Linked DNA regions of Bactrocera dorsalis: region 1 is linked to region 2. The links are chromatin contacts, called in public Hi-C maps. All regions are on one chromosome and are shown on one strand. The core of a region is the stretch at or near the end of the contact, and the rest is flanking DNA. Distances in the headings are between cores, read along the strand shown.

Region 1 (4,754 bases), core at 847-3,346, 36 kb after region 2:
TATTGTGGCTTTACAGTATGTGGTGTCTTTTGCTATTACAACTACTGTAATTGCTTTAGATAAATTCGCCTGTTGTGAATTTAATGTGCAATCCCACATTCCAGAATGATTTTTAGAAATTTGTTCAATTTTGAGGATAGAATTGAGTATACCAGAGTCAGAGATGTGCTTTGTTGAGATATTAACATCGGTAAAAACTTTCTCTGGGTCGTTGTAAATTATATCATCAGTTGAGTTAGAGCGGCGAACTTTTTCTGACCAACCCCAAAAGATATGGGCCCGTGATGAAAGAATGTCTTCTGATTCTCGAGCTACCTCTATGGCAACACGGGGAGCGCGACATTTTAGAACTAGTTGATCTCCTTCAAAAACAATCTAGAATACAAAGAAAATTATTTAACTGGTTATATTTTTTTAATTAATGTAATTAACTCAAATTGCGATGTAGCGATTGTATTTAATTATGTGTAGTTAATGCATGCGTATTTACATGTATTATAGCCGCTGATCTCAGTGTTGCGAAAATAAAGAAACGAGCTTAGATTGAACAGATCTTTAGATGTTTGATTGGTTGGTTGAAATGATAATGGTTAAACTAACATAATATATTAGTCAAGCGTTTGTGAAGTATCGTGTTTAAATTCTCTTGTATAACTGAAACATTTCTACTCCACCGTTTTCTAAAAAAGTGTTTTTACCATGTGAAGTAGATTGCCACCGAATTTTTGATTGAATTTCAATAGTATGGAAATATAATTTGACTATGGTATAACTTAGTTAAATATTAATATTACTCGTTCAATATGTTTTTCTTAACGATATACATATATATCGTAAAACATGCCAAATAGTGAAATTTGTGGTGGACATTCTAATTTCTAAATAACTTTAATATACTTATTTTATGTAATTATCTTGAGGGTAACTCTTGGCGGTCATTTCAAAATTTAACTTTACTCTGGGCATAAGATTCTTTATATTTATATTAATTTTACCTGATTTTTTAATGGTATTAGTTCCAAAAATGTTTGTAAAGGAGATTCGCAATGTAAATCCACGCCAACCCTTAGTTTTTTCAAGAAAGTATCTTTAAAATATACAGGTGATTCGCACTTAGGTGAAGGCTGCATTTTTATGACGCGATCAGTAGTCCACGCTAAGAGCCAAACTAAATCACAGTTGCATACTAGAGGATTATTTGAAATATCCCTGAAAATCATTATATATTTAAACATAATTTGGTGGAAACAGCGTTCAATTTCGATACTTACAGGTACTTCAAATTTTGCATAAATTCAAAGGAACCAGAAAATATATGTCTAATAGCATTTTTACTCAGTTTTAAACGTTCCAAATTAATTAGTGATGCTCCAAATGTGTCTTTGTCAATTTTTCTCAACAGATTTGAAGACAAATCTAACCGTTTCAGCTGTGTTAAACTATTGAGATCGTCACTTTGGATGCTTGTAAATGCATTATTGCTTAAGTCACTATAAAATATATTAGAAACCATTAATCATTTTTTTTTTTGGTAAATATAACAAAATTTTCCTACAGCGAAATCAAATGTTGTCCAATTTCAGAAAAGTCTAGGTTTTCCCAATTGGAGATAGGTGTCTCTGTAATGCCACCGCACTTAACTCGTACATTGGAGCTATTATCTGAGGCTGCTTTACACTGGCATCTAACCGGACAAGAATTTACAATGTTTGCCAAAAACGTGTGTATTGGCCAAACTATAAACCAAATGTAAATACTTTGCACCCGCATTTTTAAATTTTTATTAAAACTTTTATTTATAGACACATTCCAAAATAAAATACCACTTTTACTATGTTGGAAGAACTCTTTATGGATAGATGTATTTTTTATATATTAAACACAATTTCCGATCTGTGTTCTTCCATTAAAATACGTCAATTTACATTTATTTGTCATCTGTAGTATTCATAACAAAATAACTTTAAAATATGTTACTTGTAAAAACAAATATTTCCAAAAATATCTTTTAAGCGAAAAGCCAATAATTTAAACATCAACAAAAACGCTCTCGCAGTGAACCGTTCCGTTTCCAAAGCATATTCTTGTTATCCTAAACGTTACCACATAACAAACAAATTTACAAAAATTACACCCTTGGCTGTGTGCCAAACGGTAACATCATTTTTATACTTGCTCAATTAGGGTAAACAATTTTCCAACTTTTTTAAAAAAATATTAAATTTTCTTGTGACAAAAGGAAAGAAAAATTTTAAATCAAAACAAAATGAAATCCGTCATTTGTTAAAAAAAAAAATAAATATGTTCACAAAACGAATAAAATTAAAAGCAAAAACTTTACTTTACTAATTTATGTACTATAAATATGTCTTAATTTGACATTCTTGCTCTTTACTGGCGTAGACACCGCTTACGTGGTTATAGCCGAGTTAGAATTAGCGCGCCAGTTGTTTCTTTTCGCAAAATGGCAGCAATTGGAGATTCCAAGCGAAGCCAGGACTTCTCCACCTGGTCTTTCCAACGGAGTGGAGGTCTTCCTCTTCCTCTGCTTCCCCCGGCGGGTACTGCATCGAATACTTTCAGAGCTGTCTTTTAATTCGGTGAACTATGTCAATGTCGTCGTATATCTCATAGAGCTCATCGTTCCATCGAATGCGATATTCGCCGAAGCCAACGCGCAAAGGACCATAAATCTTTCGTAAAACCTTTCTCTCGAAAACCCGTAACGTCGAATTATCAGTTGTTGTCATCGTCCATGGAATAATGAGTGACTTATATAATATGGTTTTTGTTCGTCGAGAGAGGACTCTACTTCTCAATTGCCTACTAAGTCCGAAGTAGCATTTGTTGGCAAGAGTTCCTCTGCGTTGGATTTCCAGGCTGACATTGTTGGCGGTGTTGATATTGGAACCAGTATAGAGGAAATTATCTACGACTTCGAAGTTATGACTTCTAACAGTGACGTGAGAGCTAAGACGCGTGCGCGACGACTGTTTGTTCGATGACAGAAAATACTTCATCTTGCCCTCGTTCACCACCGAACCCATTTGCCTTGCTTCATTATCCAATCTGGAGAAAGCAGAACTAACGGCGCCGGTGTTGAGGCCAATGATATCAATATCATCGGCATACGCCAGCAGCTGTACACTCTTATAAAAGATTATACCTGCTCGATTAAGTTCTGCAGCTCGAATTATTTTCTCCAGAAGTAGATTGAAAAAGTCACACGAAAAGGAGTCGCCTTGTCTGAAGCCTCGTTTGGTATCGAACGGTCCTTTCCGATCCTGAAGGAACTTTTGGTGTTGCTCAACGTCAGTTTACACAGCCGTATTACTTTTGCGGGGATACTAAATTCAGACACGGCATCGAAAGCAGCTTTGAAATCGACGAAGAGGGGGTGTGCGTCGATTCTCTTTTCACAGATCTTTTCCAAGATTTCATGCATGATGAATATCTGGTCAGTTGTCGAATTTTCAGGCCTAAAGCCACATTGATAAGGTGCAATCAGTTTGTTGACGGTGGGCTTTAATCTTTCACCCAGTGAACTCGATAGGACATTACATGTGATGTTGACGAGGCTTATCCTACGGTAGTTGGCGCAGATTGTGGGGTCTCCTTTTTGGGCAGAGCACACTTAAATTCCAATCGTCGGGCATGCTTTCAACCTACGATATTCTACAAAGAAGCTGACACATCAGTTCTTCGCCGCCGTATATTAATAGGTTGGAAAACATCAAAATATTAACAGCGAATTCATGAGAAAAATAAAACACAAGTAATTTTGACATTATGGATGCTAACCTATTCTTTCGTAAGAGGAAGCTTCGCCCTCCAAGCCAACTATCAGTTAAGTCACTGTTTAATTAACCAAAAGCGCTAGCATAGATTTCTATTAAATTGGCCATACACCCCATTCATGAGCGTTTGATCGGTATATGCGTAAGTGGAATTAACTCGTGTATTGGTCTGTGTGCATACGAATTTATGTTTGCGAAAGTTTTTAATTTTTTATGATTGGTGCGCACACAAGTATTAAGTGACTCCCCGTCTTTAAAAGATACCGCCATTCTAGCCTACTCCCCATTCGTTCTTCTGCTTTCGCCTGCGTTTTCATTCTTTCCTTCTCAGCTCTTGTAGAACTTTCGCAGACCACGTCCTCACTTGACCCCACACCAGATTCGACTTTATCATGTGAGACACTATGTTAAAAAATTTGTTTTATCATCATTATCGTATTTGCGGAAATATTATCTGGAGCAACCGTGCTCCGTTAAGAACTGCGTTAGGTAAAAATTCCATTCTTTATGTTTCCTCTTTACCTACGCCTACAAGCTTCCAATAAACCTGTAGGTCCATCTTTTCCTCGTTGTTGTGTCCAATCGTTTTAGCAATTCATATTAGTCGCCTCTTTTGATTTCCATAGCCTTGACGTCTGGTAGTATGATAAACGCTATGATTCCAGCTGGCACTGAGCTGAAATAACGATTGCTTCCTTGTTATATGCTTATTTTGCAGTGATGGTCCACATATGGGCGCAGCGTAAATTAATTTTGATTGATTCAAATTGGCCAGTAGTTCACGCCTATTCTGACTTGGTCCACTGATGTTGGCCATTATTCTTGCTAGTTTGACTACTGCACGTGCCGCTTTCTCACAGATTTTGTCAATGTGCGTTTTTTAATTATGTATATTGTCAATAAGTACTCCTAGGTACTAAAGTGATTGCTGTATCGTGATGCTATTGTCCACGATAT
Region 2 (4,990 bases), core at 133-2,632:
ACATTACCAGCTACTTCTCAGAAGGATGAACCAAAACGCAGATCTTTCTTTACTCTTAAAAAAAAATAAAGTGAGGACGTTCATTATTAATAATAATATTAAATTTTGCTTACAAAATTGCACGACAAATATGCTAAATATATGTATATGTATCTTATTTATTAAAAACATGTATGCATTTCAATGTATTCAATAAAACATTTATTCCTCAAACTCTTATAGGGGAAGATCAATATTTAATTTATTTCAAATTAATTTGACTATTTTCAATATCTTTCCAAAACCAAGCGATCATACCCTGCTTTGATCGGTAAGTATTAGGTTTCTTTTAACATATAGCAGTAGGGTTGCTCACAAGATCACTGCAAGACACTCACAACAAATCTGATTTTAAAAAATTTACTGCGAACTCCAAAGTATGGGGGAGATAGCTGCATTCGTGAACATGGAAAGTATATCAATAGCTGCAATATCCAGAACGAAGCTGCGCAAGGGTCACTCGCGTTTCTCGCGGCAACTGGAGCTTTTCGTCTGCAATGGGTGGTGATTTGTCTCCAAGAACGCCATTCTCTGAAAGGAAGTCGGTGAAGGTGCTGATAGATCCGCTGTGAATGGCGGTCAGTGCTTGTCGGAAGTTTGTTGCGTCCGAAGTCTGGTCAGCGTACTGCTCGATGTCGTCGACGTAATTAAGGAAAGACCTCTTGATGTTACTAGGAGGCGGTTCCGCTCCAATCAAGTGGCTGCAGGGGTGATTTCTGCGAAAACATTCTAGCAGGAACTGCTTGGAGAGGAGTTCATTATGCTCCTTAACTGGGAGCAAAAGCGTCTCACTATGTAGATGATCGATGGGAGATATCAAGAGGCATCCTATCGTGGTCCGGAGTGCAGTGTTCTGGCAGGTCTGAAGTTTCTTCATCTGCGTACCATTGCATCCAGGCCACCATATTGGTGCGGTGTAATTGAGGATCGGCCGGCCGATTGCCTTGTAAGTTGCCAACAACGTTTCTTTGTCTTTTCCTCATGTGCGGATTTGGTTGCGGCTCTGTATCTTGTCGATAATTGCGGTCGTATGAAGAGTGAAGGGGCATAGACTATCAAATGTTACACCCAAAATCTTAGGATTATTAACAGTCGGAATCTTGATGTCATCGACTGCAATATTAAGGTTAAGTCTATACTCCTTCGCCCAGTTCGTAAATATGGTCGGTGTGGATTTGATGGGGGTAGGTGTTAGGTTCCGTGATTGACAGTGTCAAAAGCTTTTGACAAATCCAAAGTTCTGAGGATTGTTCTCTCACAGGTTGGCTTCTGGTTAAGACCACGAACTATCTAAGCGTTTATGACGCTAAGTGATGTGGTGGTGCTGTGCACTTTTCGAAATCCATGCTGGTGATTGGCTAGGCTCAGGCGCAGGTCGCTGTGGATGTGATGGGGGTAGGTGTTAGGTTCCGTGATTGACAGTGTCAAAAGCTTTTGACAAGTCCAAAAATCCATGCCGGTGATTGGCTAGGCTCAGGTGGTGAGTGAAGGTCGGTTGTAGCAAGGCCTCAATTGTCTTCACTACTGGAAAGAGGAGAGTTATCGGACGATAGGACTCCCCTTTGTTGGAGGGTTTCCCATGTTTTAGAAGTGGAACCATTCTTCCGACTTTCCATACATATATGTACATACATATCGGGTATTTGAAGAGTAGTCAGCGATAGGTTGAGGACCTTGGTAATATAGCTTACTATTTTTCCTAAAATTGGAAACCCAAATTATTTACAATTAGAGATGACTTGCGAATGAGCTTAAAGACTTCCTATATTTGTTGATCAAGCAATGTCGCCTATGTCGCCTGTGTATTTGGTAGCATTTTCTTAAACGTAATTAATCAGTAAAACTCCCCCGGCCTTCTCTATGCCTGGTATATCTGCTTCGAAGATCCTAGTTGAGTTTGGTAGACTGATGGAGAAAAAGATATCAATATCCTCGAAGTATATCCCCGTCTCTGCTCCGCAGGCCATTTTGGAACCGTCCGCATAGATTGAGGTTTAATTCTCCTCCCCTACTTTATCTCTTCTTAATTCACGTCTAGAGGCTACTTTTCGTATGAAAACTCCTATGGGCAGTTGGTGCAGAAGCATATTAAGCGCATCCGTCGAACATAACTTAATAGCCCCGACAACCTCTGCACAGGCTCTATATTCTATTTCAGTTTCAGATATTATATTAGTGGTATTCATTTAATGTCGCAAATTTGTGGAATTTAGCTGTAAATTTTTAGCGGCATTCATGGCAATTTATCGCAAATCACAATTAGTTTTGGTTTTCTCGCTGTAAACTGGAAATGGACAAATGGGTAAGCGCGTTTTTTAACTAGCTAAGAGGAAACCCCTATATTTGCCACAATGAGTATGTGGATGAATAAATTCTTGGCTTTACGTCAATCCCCTATTTTGGAAGTGTTTAAACATCCGCAACAACAGTCCCCTAAACCAAGATATCGAGGTACCCATGCTGACGAGCAAAGTCGGAGGTGTGAAACACCCTCTCTACGGTATATGACCTACTACACCTGCAAAATACTACTCAGCAGGTATGGGCAAATATAGATGCTCTAAATTTCAACCTTCAATAACTTTAACAAAAACATTAATTTTGTCGAAATATTTATAACACGAGGTGTGCGTCTGGTCCCTCACCTAATAACCTGCTAATATTCGTGTTTGTCGCTTGACGTGTTTTGATCCTTGTACGTATCACCTAAAACTAAGAGAGATAGATATAAGGCTCTACACATATTTATACATATGTATATATATAATCAGTGTGACAAGAAAAGTTGAAATCCGGGTGTTTCTCTGTCTGTCCGCCCGTGCAAGCTGTAACTTAAGTAAAAATTGAGAAGAAACTTGGTATGTGGGCTCCTTTGTATAAAAAAAATTACGAGTTCGTAGATGAGCATAATCGAAGCACTGCCACGCCACAAAACGCCATTAACCGGAAAAATATAAAGTGCCATAACTAAGAATTGGAATAGGGGTTTGGAGTAGCAAAGGGCACCCGTGAGCAAAAAAAATTTGAAAAAGTAGGTATCCCCACTCACTCCCCATATAACGGTACTGTTGAAAACTAGAAGCGCAATAAATTTAAAACTATATATGACAAACACATTAAATATTACCTCCGCGATGGTATTAGTGAGATCTATGGAGTCAGTGTGAAAATCGGACGATGGGCTTAGCACCGCCCACTTTTACCACAATTTTAAATTCCATTTGATTCTTTATCTTTCCAGTACACAAATCAAGAAGCAATTAATATAATGGGATAAAAATGCAATATGTCTTTAGTGTGTGCCAAATTATGACCAAAAATAGACTAAATCCAATAAAAACTGTTCCAGCTCCCAGGTACAAAATTTTTGGACCCCAGTACCTATAGTTGCCGTTTGATCGAAAATATCAGTCAATGTGTGAGATATATTATTTATATTCAGGGATAATCTTTCTCCGTCAATGATATGTCTGTATGTCAAAAATGGGTTGCATCGGGCCAATACGTCCCTTAACTCCCATATACTTAATATAAAGATTTTCGAACTTTCGATGACTTTGTACCACATATATCGGCTAATATAAGAGTTACGTCGATGAATATGAGAGCGTGTTTTAATAGTATACCTTTGTGTCCACGAACATCCGGCTGACTCTATATGATTGGTTGTTTAGTATAAGGCTTGTTAGTAGTATGTGGTGTTAAGAAAAATAGATAAAATCGGGTCAATACTACCCCAACTTCCATATACCACATATAATCATTTTAGTTTTTCAAACAAACTTTACATAAGTGCCTGTGAGAGTATGACTTACATATAGAATATGTTTCTCTAAAATTCCTAAATTGCTTTCGATCTTAGCCCTTTACTTCTTATATACAATATAAAAGTCATAGTTTCGTATTTTCGCATTCTAAGCAGCTAGTGGATGTTGGTGTATGGTGTACGTTTCTATGCGTTCTCATGCCTAAACGACGAAGGCGACTCAACGGCTACCGACTGTCACGTGCGCGGGGCGTAGTTGAAAATACATTTAGAATTCTTTCTTCAAGGTTCAGAATTTTGTTAAAAACTATTAATTTGTCACCCGAAAAAACAACAATCATAGTCCTCACTTGTTGCCACTTACATAATTTTTTAAGAAAAAAAAATGACCAAGTCTACGCCAACACTAATCTTGCAGGTACAACAGAAACAGAAGTCCTAGCACCAGTAAATCGTACTGTTATAAGAAATCATGCAACTAATGCAAAAGATATAAGAAGCCAATTTTGTAAACACTTTAATTCTGAAGGATCTGTTTCATGGCAAAACAGTATATATGAAAAACTCACAAACAAAAATGTCAATGATTCAACCAATTAAAAATAATTTTTAACTAAACACCAGAATTATATAATATAAACGACTGGATTTACAAAAAACAAATAACTCTTTTTTTATTTATTTTGCTCTAGTATTTGGTAATAACAAAACATAAAAAATTCACTTTAATTTCAGTAGTATAAAAAAAATTTTATTGAAAATTCGCGTAGAATCCCTGTATTGATTCCTGTGAATTATATGTTGTTGGGTCATATGGAGCATTTATAAGCTCTACTGGCGATGGAGTGGATACGTAAGAAATTGCTGTTGTTGGTCTGAATTGAAATATGTTGAATAATTCCTGTATGTGCGAATTATTCAAATTTCAAACACATCCTTGAAACAAAACATCCGATATTAATTTACGCGCCAATATTTTTTGTTGAGACTCCATCTCTTTTAATTACGCACCCCAAGATTTGGCAACCACATCATCTGGGTCATTGTTGTTTTGTTGGTTACTGTTATTTTGCGATTTCAGGTGTTCGCACGCTATTTTAATTAAATTATCTTCCTCGCTAATTTTACGTTTTTTTAGTCTATGTTGTGTTGTTGATGTTTTTGGTGAAGTCTATAATTTAAAAA

Evidence for each region. A called contact is a pair of places that touch in the nucleus more often than the background predicts.
Region 1: a Hi-C map of whole body shows a contact between it and region 2, with 8 times the contacts expected there. The contact joins the promoter of LOC105233348 here to the enhancer-like site in region 2. A contact is called at or near these places in 2 of 2 Hi-C or Micro-C datasets (both in whole body).

What each region holds. Positions count from the first base shown.
Region 1 is chr4:21,853,968-21,858,721 of ASM2337382v1, forward strand. It overlaps LOC105233348 (adhesion G protein-coupled receptor A3), which reads right to left and starts at 2,097. Exons shown (of 4, transcript XM_011215413.4): 1 at 1,556-2,097; 2 at 1,272-1,490; 3 at 996-1,209; 4 at 1-375. The coding sequence starts at 1,770. All of the region lies in intron 1 of LOC125778503, which reads left to right.
Region 2 is chr4:21,818,474-21,823,463 of ASM2337382v1, forward strand. LOC105233350 (spectrin beta chain) reads left to right here. Exons shown (of 9, transcript XM_029553434.2): 9 at 1-235. The coding sequence ends at 69. Among protein-coding and RNA genes, the nearest start is that of LOC105233350, 14 kb to the left of the region's middle. Within about 2 kb of position 1,383, the one cell type or tissue checked has open chromatin away from gene starts, as enhancers often do.